Linked DNA regions of Sus scrofa: regions 2 and 3 are each linked to region 1. The links are chromatin contacts, called in public Hi-C and HiChIP or PLAC-seq maps. All regions are on one chromosome and are shown on one strand. Each heading gives the region's core, a stretch centred on a gene start, on an enhancer-like site or on the middle of the called end of the contact. The rest is flanking DNA. Distances are from core to core; before and after follow the strand shown. Region 1 holds the start of ARSA (arylsulfatase A). Region 2 holds the start of PIM3 (serine/threonine-protein kinase pim-3). Region 3 holds the start of CRELD2 (cysteine-rich with EGF-like domain protein 2).

The links. Hi-C and Micro-C count contacts between places; a contact is called where the count stands out from the background. HiChIP or PLAC-seq counts read pairs in DNA pulled down with a chosen protein or histone mark.
Region 2: an H3K27ac HiChIP or PLAC-seq map of alveolar macrophages shows a contact between it and region 1. The contact joins the promoter of PIM3 here to the promoter of ARSA in region 1. A contact is called at or near these places in 2 of 2 datasets of contacts at active chromatin or transcription factors (alveolar macrophages and skeletal muscle).
Region 3: a Hi-C map of heart right ventricle shows a contact between it and region 1, with 6 times the contacts expected there. The contact joins the promoter of CRELD2 here to the promoter of ARSA in region 1. A contact is called at or near these places in 1 of 47 Hi-C or Micro-C datasets (heart right ventricle) and 1 of 2 datasets of contacts at active chromatin or transcription factors (alveolar macrophages).

What each region holds. Positions count from the first base shown.
Region 1 is chr5:105,711-108,449 of Sscrofa11.1, reverse strand. It overlaps ARSA (arylsulfatase A), which reads right to left and starts at 1,347. Exons shown (of 9, transcript NM_213933.1): 1 at 1,124-1,347; 2 at 575-827; 3 at 150-390; 4 at 1-70. The coding sequence starts at 792.
Region 2 is chr5:679,417-682,116 of Sscrofa11.1, reverse strand. PIM3 (serine/threonine-protein kinase pim-3) reads left to right here and starts at 1,427. Exons shown (of 6, transcript XM_021091349.1): 1 at 1,427-1,784; 2 at 1,874-1,983; 3 at 2,072-2,122; 4 at 2,207-2,576. The coding sequence starts at 1,700.
Region 3 is chr5:715,475-718,174 of Sscrofa11.1, reverse strand. CRELD2 (cysteine-rich with EGF-like domain protein 2) reads left to right here and starts at 1,409. Exons shown (of 10, transcript XM_003126783.6): 1 at 1,409-1,713; 2 at 2,035-2,117. The coding sequence starts at 1,588. It overlaps ALG12 (dol-P-Man:Man(7)GlcNAc(2)-PP-Dol alpha-1,6-mannosyltransferase), which reads right to left and starts at 1,247. Exons shown (of 10, transcript XM_021091350.1): 1 at 1,091-1,247.

The DNA.
Region 1 (2,739 bases), core at 98-2,597:
CTAGGCCCTGGTCACAGCTGCCGTCGCAGGGGGTGGACGGCGGGAAGCAGGTCAGGTTCTGGCAGGGGCCCTGGGGGAGCAGCTCCTTCAGAGGTCTGGGCTATAGGGTGGGGCTGTCGGGTCAAGGGAAGGACGCTGGTAGTTCCTACCTGGTCATGGGAGTATGGGATGCCCAGGAATCGATGGAAGCCCTGGTGGGGGGGCAGAAAGGCCCCCTCAGGCCCCACCCCAAGGTGCCACTTGCCAGCCATCCCTGTGAGGTAGCCTCGGGCAGCAAGGACCTCAGCCAGGGTCACCTCCTCCAGGGGAAGACCCCCTCGGGAGCTGGGTTCCAGAACGCCAGGGTACAGGCCCATCCGAACTGGGAGTCGGCCGGTCAGGAGGGCAGCCCTGCAGGACAAGTCACAGGGTCCGTGAAACAGAGCAAAACTGACTGAGATGAACAGAGGAGATGAGGTGAGAGCGGCGGAAGACGAGGGAGGTGAATGTCTCCCCGCTGCAATCCAGAGTGAAGCCAGAGGAACCGGTGGGCAGGGGTGGGCGCCTGGGGTGCACATTCCGTCTCCTTGCTCACCGGGAGGGTGTGCACAGAGACACCGGCACATAGAAGTCGGTGAACCGCAGACCCCCTGCGGCCAGCTGGTCCAGATTGGGGGTGGTGGAACTGGGGTGCCCGTAGGAGCCCAGGTCTCCGTAGCCCAGGTCATCAGCAAAGATCAGCACGATGTTAGGTGGGCTGGTAGCAGCCAGGCCTGAGGCCAAGGCCAGAGTGAGGGCCCACAGAGCCACCATGGCCCACAGCACAGACCGGCCTGCAGCAGGAGACCCTTGAGAGGGAAGGCACACAGGGTTCCAGCCAGCTCTAGCTCTGACGCCCCAGACCCAGACCTAGACCCTAACCTCCCCCAGCAACCCAGGCTCAGCCACTACCCTCCCCTGAGACCCCAGACCCGAATCCTCCCCCGACTGAGACAACTCCTTTCCTGAAGTCCCAGGGAACTCGGCACCGAGACCCTCGACTCCAACAGAACCCAGGAGCCCGGAGCCTTGGATCCAACTCTCTGGAGACTCCCAAGGACCAGGACACTTTCACATTCTCCGGCGGAGATCTGACCCTCTTCACCTACTGGTCCCGGCCCAGGCTCGTGGGCAGGGGCAGAAGTCCCCGCACACTGACCCGCGGGGGCCCGAGAGGCGGGACGAGGGCAGTTCGGGTCCGAGGAAGGCTGGTGCGGCGGAACAGCGACAGGCACAGCCCCTCACCGGCACTTCCGCCTCAGCCCCGCCCCGCGGCCCGCCCCCTAACCCGTGACCCGACGCGGCCCGCCCAGGGGTGGGGCGGGACGCGGGGCGGAGCTGGCCGGGGGGCGGGGCGGAGGGGGCGGAGCCGGGTCGCGCCTGGGCAGCGAAGGGCGGAGTGGGTGTGGCGCGGGGCTGGCGAGGGCGCCGGCACGGTTGTGCGCGAGCTCCGCCACGCTCTGCGTCCCGAGGCTGTTGGCGCCCGGCTCGGGGGCGAGCTCCTCGTGTTCGCGCTCGGCGTGTGGACTGTTTCTTAAGGGGCGTGAGCCGGCAGAGTGCGGAATGAGCAAATCGAAACGAAAAGCTTGGAGTCCGCCGACTGCTGGCGTTTCCTTCCACACTACCTTTGGTGTATTTCTTGAAATACAAGATCGAACATTCTTGGAGTTCTCTTGTGGCGGAGCGTGTTAAGGACCTGGTGTTGTCACTGTAGCGGCTTGGGTCACAGCTGTGGCACGGGTTCAATCCCTGGCCCAGAAACTTCTACACGCCATGGGCGAGGCCATAAAGGAAAAGAGAGTTATTTCCAGCACTTTCCCCTCCGTGTACATGTGTGTCTGTGTGTTAGGGTATTGGAGGGGGCATCTGGGGTCTGGTCTGCCTCCAGGTTACAGCAATGAGAAAAACGCATAGAAAGAGGAGATGTTTGGTCCTGGCTCCACCGGTAGACAGGCTTCGATGAATTTCTTCACCTTCGTGGTCTACAGTTTAACTGTGTCAGAGTAAGAGGGAGGTCAGCTGAATGCCCCAAGATCCATGCAGTAACTCCCCCAGAGCATCTGTTCCCAGCAGCTCCCCAAGGTCACACCCCCATAACCCTCCCAAGACAGCTTTCTGGTCTCATGCTCCCCCACAAGTTCTGACCTCAGGAAGAGCAGGCTTTGGGCACTGGTCGGGGAGGGTATTCCACGGTTACTGACCCTGGGCCAGCGAGAGAGTGGGTAGGGCCCTTGAAAGGCCTCTGGTTATTGGGTGGGGGCCAAGAGAGTGTCCACTGAGGCCCAGCCCTGGCTGTGGAGCTGGCATTTTCCTGATGAAAGAGGAAAGCTCAGGATGAGAAGCAGTGTTGAGGAGCAAAATTTGAAGGGGAGGGACTCCCGGAGACAGGGCTGGGCTCCAGGCTGCTGCTGACTTGGTAGGCAGTGGAAGGGGCTCTGTAAGCTGCATCCAGATAGTATCACATTCCAGTGTGGTTTCTGGGTCTGTGCATGGGGCGGCCAGGGCAGAGCTTTTCCATGGCCCAGAAATCTTTGAACCTGTAATTGGAACTATCACAGCTGGTCGGCGCTGTGAACTGGAGTTTAAAAGGAATCGTCCAAAAGCACTTTCTTCCCTTTATACTGCAAGCTGGGAATTACCCCAGGCAGCAGAGGACCTGCCCTTATTCTCTGGAAGAGCCTGCCAGCGTTGTAATGTCATGCAAATGGCTGGCGCTTTCCC
Region 2 (2,700 bases), core at 178-2,677, 570 kb before region 1:
GATAGGAACCTAGGAGCTGTACCGGTGGAGGGTCCGCTCTTGGTTCTGGGACAGGGATGGGGGCAGTGAAGGGGTGTGACCTGGGGTGGGGAAAGCTGGGTGTGCTCAGGGAGCCTGCAGGCCGGCTGAGGCCCCTGAGGCAGGTGAGCACACGTGCTTGGGAGTCACACCTGAAGGCAATCTCAGATGGGCTCAGGGACATGGGACTGATGTGGTTGCCATGGTTAGACCCCAGCCTGGCCTGAGCCCTTGCGAGGCCAGAAGAGTCAGTTCTTTTGCTTCTTGGCTCCCTCAACCCCGAGCCCTTTCTGGATGGCTGTGGGAGGCAGTGGACCTCCTGGCCTCAGCCACTGGGGCTGGCAGACAGCTGTTCACACCTGGGCTGCTCAGGCCCCGGACCTTGGGCTGAGGTCGGCAACCCGCGAGGCTGGAGGAATCTGTACAGTACAGAAGGCAGAGGAAAGGCTCAGGTCCAGCCCAGGGCCATGAAGGCCTGCGACTGGCCAGGGCCGTGACAGTGGCTGTCAAGGTAGCCTCCCTGGTAGAGTCGGACATCGCCTGGGCCTGGACGGCAGTCAAGTGGGTGGAGAGCAGGGGATGGCGCTCCAGGAGGACACCAGGGGCAAAGGTTCTAGGGAGGGAGGAGTGGTCAGAGAAGGCCCTCGGGATGCGGCTCTGAGGTCAAGCCCGGGTAAGAATGGTGGGCTGGGGTCGACAGGGTGGAGAGGGTTCCCCAGGTGGGGTCGGCGCCCGCCGCGCCGGCCCATCCGCATGGCCGGGTGCGCGGATTGCCGGGCTGGCACGGGCATATCCCTGGGCGGCGGGGAGAGCCTCCCGCACCCAGCGGTTCCTTTGGTCCCCGCCGCCGAGTTCGCAGCTGAGCAGCCAGCGCCAGGTGGGTGCAGCGGGTGACCTTCCCGGTCCGGTCTGGGGCGGAGCCGACAAGGTTCGGTCCCGCCTCCGCGCCGCCATTGGCTGGGCCCCGTGCCCTTTGCGAACGCCGGCTCCTATTGGCTCCCGGGGCTCCGCCCCGCACTCGAGAGCCGCGGCCCGCGCGGGAGCTGCGCGTGCGCGCGTGCGCGCGCCACGTGTGTGAGAGCGCCCGCGCCACGGCCCGCACGGGAGCGCGCGCGCGTGTGTGCGTGCGTTAGAACGCGGAGGAGTAGTGACGCGCCACGCCGCGCCGTGCGCCTCCGCGGCTCCGCTCCCTCCAGCTAGTCCCAGCAGCTCGCCGCGACCCCTGCTTGCCAGCCCCCGCCCACCCGGGAAAGCGCGCCGGCCGCGTCTGGCCGTCGCCTTGGCAGCATCGCGAGTTCCAGGGGCAACCCCTGCCGCGCGGCCCCGCCGGAAGGGGGCGGGGTCCCCGCTCGCCCCGCCCTCCCGCGGAGGGATACGCGCCGCTGCGGCCCAAAACCCCGAGCGAGGCGGCTGGGGCGTGTGAACGGCTCGGCCTGCTGCGTGTTGTCGCGGTCCCCACGGGGCTCGGTCGGGCACTGAGCCGCGCGGACGGCCTCGCCCGAGCGGGCCCGCGCTCCGAGGCCGGCGCTTCGGCGCACCCATCCGCTGTCCGGATCCGGGCACAGCGCGGCCCGAGCAGGCCGTCCTCCCACGTCCGCCGCGGCGCGGGGAGCCGAGCCGAGCCGAGCGAGAGGAGGCGCGGAGGCCGGGGCTGGGGGCCCGCGCCCCGCCGCCGCCCGCGATGCTGCTCTCCAAGTTCGGCTCCCTGGCGCACCTGTGCGGACCAGGCGGCGTGGACCATCTCCCCGTGAAGATCCTGCAGCCAGGTAGGCGGGGCCCGGGGGTCTGGAGACGCACTGGGGTCGAGGGTCCCGGGTCCTGGGTCGTACCAACGCCGCCCGCTCGTTCTCCACAGCCAAGGCGGATAAGGAAAGCTTCGAGAAAGTGTACCAGGTGGGCGCCGTGCTGGGCAGCGGCGGCTTTGGCACCGTCTACGCGGGCAGCCGCATCGCCGACGGGCTCCCGGTGAGTCGGGCCTCCGGGCACCCGGGATTCTCGGCCCGCGCGTCTCGTTGCGTCCTCCCGGCCTGACCAACTGGTTCCCTACCCCCAGGTGGCCGTGAAGCACGTGGTGAAGGAGCGGGTGACCGAGTGGGGCAGCATCGTAAGTGCTGGCGGGGGTGCCGGGTGGAGCGGGGGCGCCGGACGCGGGCGCCGGGCGGAACCCGCTGACCGCCGTCTCCCTCAGGCCGGCGCGGCTGTGCCCCTGGAGGTGGTGTTGCTGCGCAAGGTGGGCGCGGCCGGCGGCGCGCGCGGGGTCATCCGCCTGCTGGACTGGTTCGAGCGGCCTGACGGCTTCCTGCTGGTACTCGAGCGACCTGAACCGGCGCAGGACCTTTTCGACTTCATCACGGAGCGCGGCGCGCTCGACGAGGCCCTGGCGCGCCGCTTCTTCGCGCAGGTGCTGGCCGCCGTGCGCCACTGCCACAGCTGCGGGGTCGTGCACCGCGACATCAAGGACGAGAACCTGCTGGTGGACCTGCGTTCGGGCGAGCTCAAGCTCATCGACTTCGGTTCGGGCGCGCTGCTCCGCGACACGGTCTACACCGACTTCGACGGTGAGCGCCCACCCCGCGTGGCGGGCCGAGCGGCTGGCGACTGTTGGGGCCGCGCGCGCGTGCCGCGCCGCGCCGGCTCCCTCGCGTGCGGGCCAGAGTGGGGCCTGGGGCCGTTGGGGGCGCG
Region 3 (2,700 bases), core at 160-2,659, 610 kb before region 1:
CTCCCACAGCCACAGCCACGCGGGATCTGAGCCGCGTCTGCAACCTACACCACAGCTCACGGCAATGCCAGATCCTTAATCCACTGAGCGAGGCCAGGGATCGAACCCGCAACCTCATGGTTTCTAGTCGGATCCGTTAACCACTGCGCCACAACGGGAACTCCTGTCTCCCTCTTTTTAAAACGTAAGCTCCTTGGCGGCAGGATTTTTGTTTTTCCCCATCACTGACCCTCTGTCCCCCCGGGGGTTCTCATCCTGAGGGCACCCCCGCCCCCATTCACTCAGGTGTCAGCAGAGCCCAGAGCATAGCAGGTGCTCCAACGACTTGAAAAGGAAGTGCAGTAAAAGCTCTTAAGCTTCCATTTTCATTAGAAAAGACAATAACAGGCAGTTCCTGCTGTGGCGCAGTGGAAACGAATCTGACTAGGGTCCATGAGGATGCGGTTCCATCCCTGGCCTCGCTCAGTGGGTGAAGGACCCGGCGTGGCCGTGAGCTGTGGTGTAGGTCATAGATGTGGCTTGGATCCCGCATTGCTGTGGCTGTGGTGTAGGCCCGCAGCTGCAGCTCCGAATGGACCCCTAGCCTGGGAGCCTCCATATGCCGCGGGTGCAGCCCTAAAACATAAACAAAGCAAGCAAGCAAGCAAGCCAGCCACAACTCATCAACGCGCAAATTGTAGAACAGTGGCATCTCGGATTAGGCAAGCCCACAGAGGCCCTCTTGTCTATGGGGTTCTAGGGTCTCTGCGGGAAACTGGTCATATCAGATGTTCACATTATTAATCCCTGGCGGAAACGAGCCATCTGGCGCAAATTAGGCCAGAGAAAACTTTGTATCTTTTGTTCTATGACAGTCGGGATAGGGCTCATCTTAGTCCGGATTCAAACCACGGGCTCCAGTGCTAAATGCCCGGGGCGCGTGGGGAAATGCAAAATGCAGGTTCCTGGGCCCCCAAAGACAGTCATCAGGCCCCAGGTGAGGAGGCCTGGCGGCCCTCCCGCGTGGACAAGCCCGGCGATGCCCGAGAAGCGCAGCCACAGCGCCGGCCTGGAGCCCCCGCAGCCCGCCCCCAGAGCCGCGCGCGCTGACCTCGCCGCCCAGAGCACAGTCCCTCGAAGCGCGGCCGCCAGAGCTGCCCTCGACCGGAAGTGGAGCAGCGGAAACCGATGCCCTTGACCGAACCTAACATGGCCACCAACGCCTAGCTGCCGTCTCAGCGGGCGCCCTTCCTGCCCGGAGTAAAGATGGCCGCCACAGGCGGGGCGTGAGCCAGCCGCCTCGGATCTCCCCGCCCCCTGTGCCCAACCCTCCCGGCGGCACGCTGACCCGGGCCCTTCCTATTGGTGGCCTCCCGTGGCGAGCTCGGATTGGGCCACATGAGGACGGGGCGGAGCCATCCAACCAATAGCAGCGCGAGGGATGGTGAAGGGCGGGGCCCCGGCCGGCGCCGTCAAGTAGGCCCGGGAACCGCCGGCGCTGCTGAGCCGGTGGGCGGCCGAGGGTCGGAACGCTCGGCGGGTGCTTGCTGGACCTCGGCCGGTGCCCGCGCGGCCGCGTTCCCGTGGCGCTGTCCGCCTTGGCCCGCCATGCGCCTTCCGGTCCCGTCGCTGGGGGTGCTGCTGCTGCTGCTTCTGCCGCCGCCTCCCGGCGAGGCCACCAAGAAGCCGACGCCCTGTAAGCGCTGCCGGGAGCTGGTGGACAAGTTCAACCAGGTGTGCCGCTCCGCGAGGACATGGAGCCAGGGGGTGGGCCTGGGTCGCCCCTCCGTGGACTCGGGGATCACCCCACGATGGGCCCAAGGTTGCCGCACTGTGGACCTGGGGTCACCTCGCCATGGACTAGATTTGCCCTGCTGTGTACTGTTACACCCCCCAACCCCCCGCCATGAACCAGGGTCCCCACACCATGGACCCAGGGTTGTCCTGCCATGGATTGGGTCACCCCACCATGAATCTGGGGTCACCCCTGCTATGGAACCGGGGTGACCCTGCCATGAACAGGGGTGAGGCAGCAGCGCCACCTTTCCCCCGCAGGGTATGGTGGACACAGCAAATAAGAACTTTGGAGGTGGAAACACAGCTTGGGAGGAAAAGACACTGTCCAAGTATGAATTCAGGTAGGCACCCTGCTCTGAGCGGCCCAGTGCCTGCCTTTGGTGACATGTCCCCGGGAGCACTGATGATACAGAGTCCCTTTGGCACCGGCACCTGTCCTTACCTGGTGCCGGTGCCAAACACAGGTGGGGAGTTCCCACTGGGGGTCAGTGGTTAAGAACCCGCCTAGTAGCCAGGAGGATGTGGGTTCACACCTTGGTCTTGCTCAGTGGGTTAAGGATACAGTGTTGTTGTGAGCTGTGGTGTAGGTCACAGATGTGGCTCGGATCTGGTATTGCTGTGGCTGTGGCGTAGGCCGGCAGCTGCAGCTCCGATTCGACCCCGAGCCTGGGAACCTCCATGTGCCACAGGTGTGGCCCTAAAGAAAACCAAAAACCAAAAAACAGATGGAGCTCACTCCCTCCCCACCGCAGCTCCAGCCCCATCCTGCCCATGGCAGGGGTTCCCCCGCTGGACCCCACACCTGATGGGCCACCCTGACCACCCCTGCCCTCCGCCTTTAATTCTCCGCCTGGCACTGACAGCCCCCAGCTCCATTTGGGGTCTCTGTTGAGGGTTTTTTCAGTGAAGCGCCACGGTCCCTCG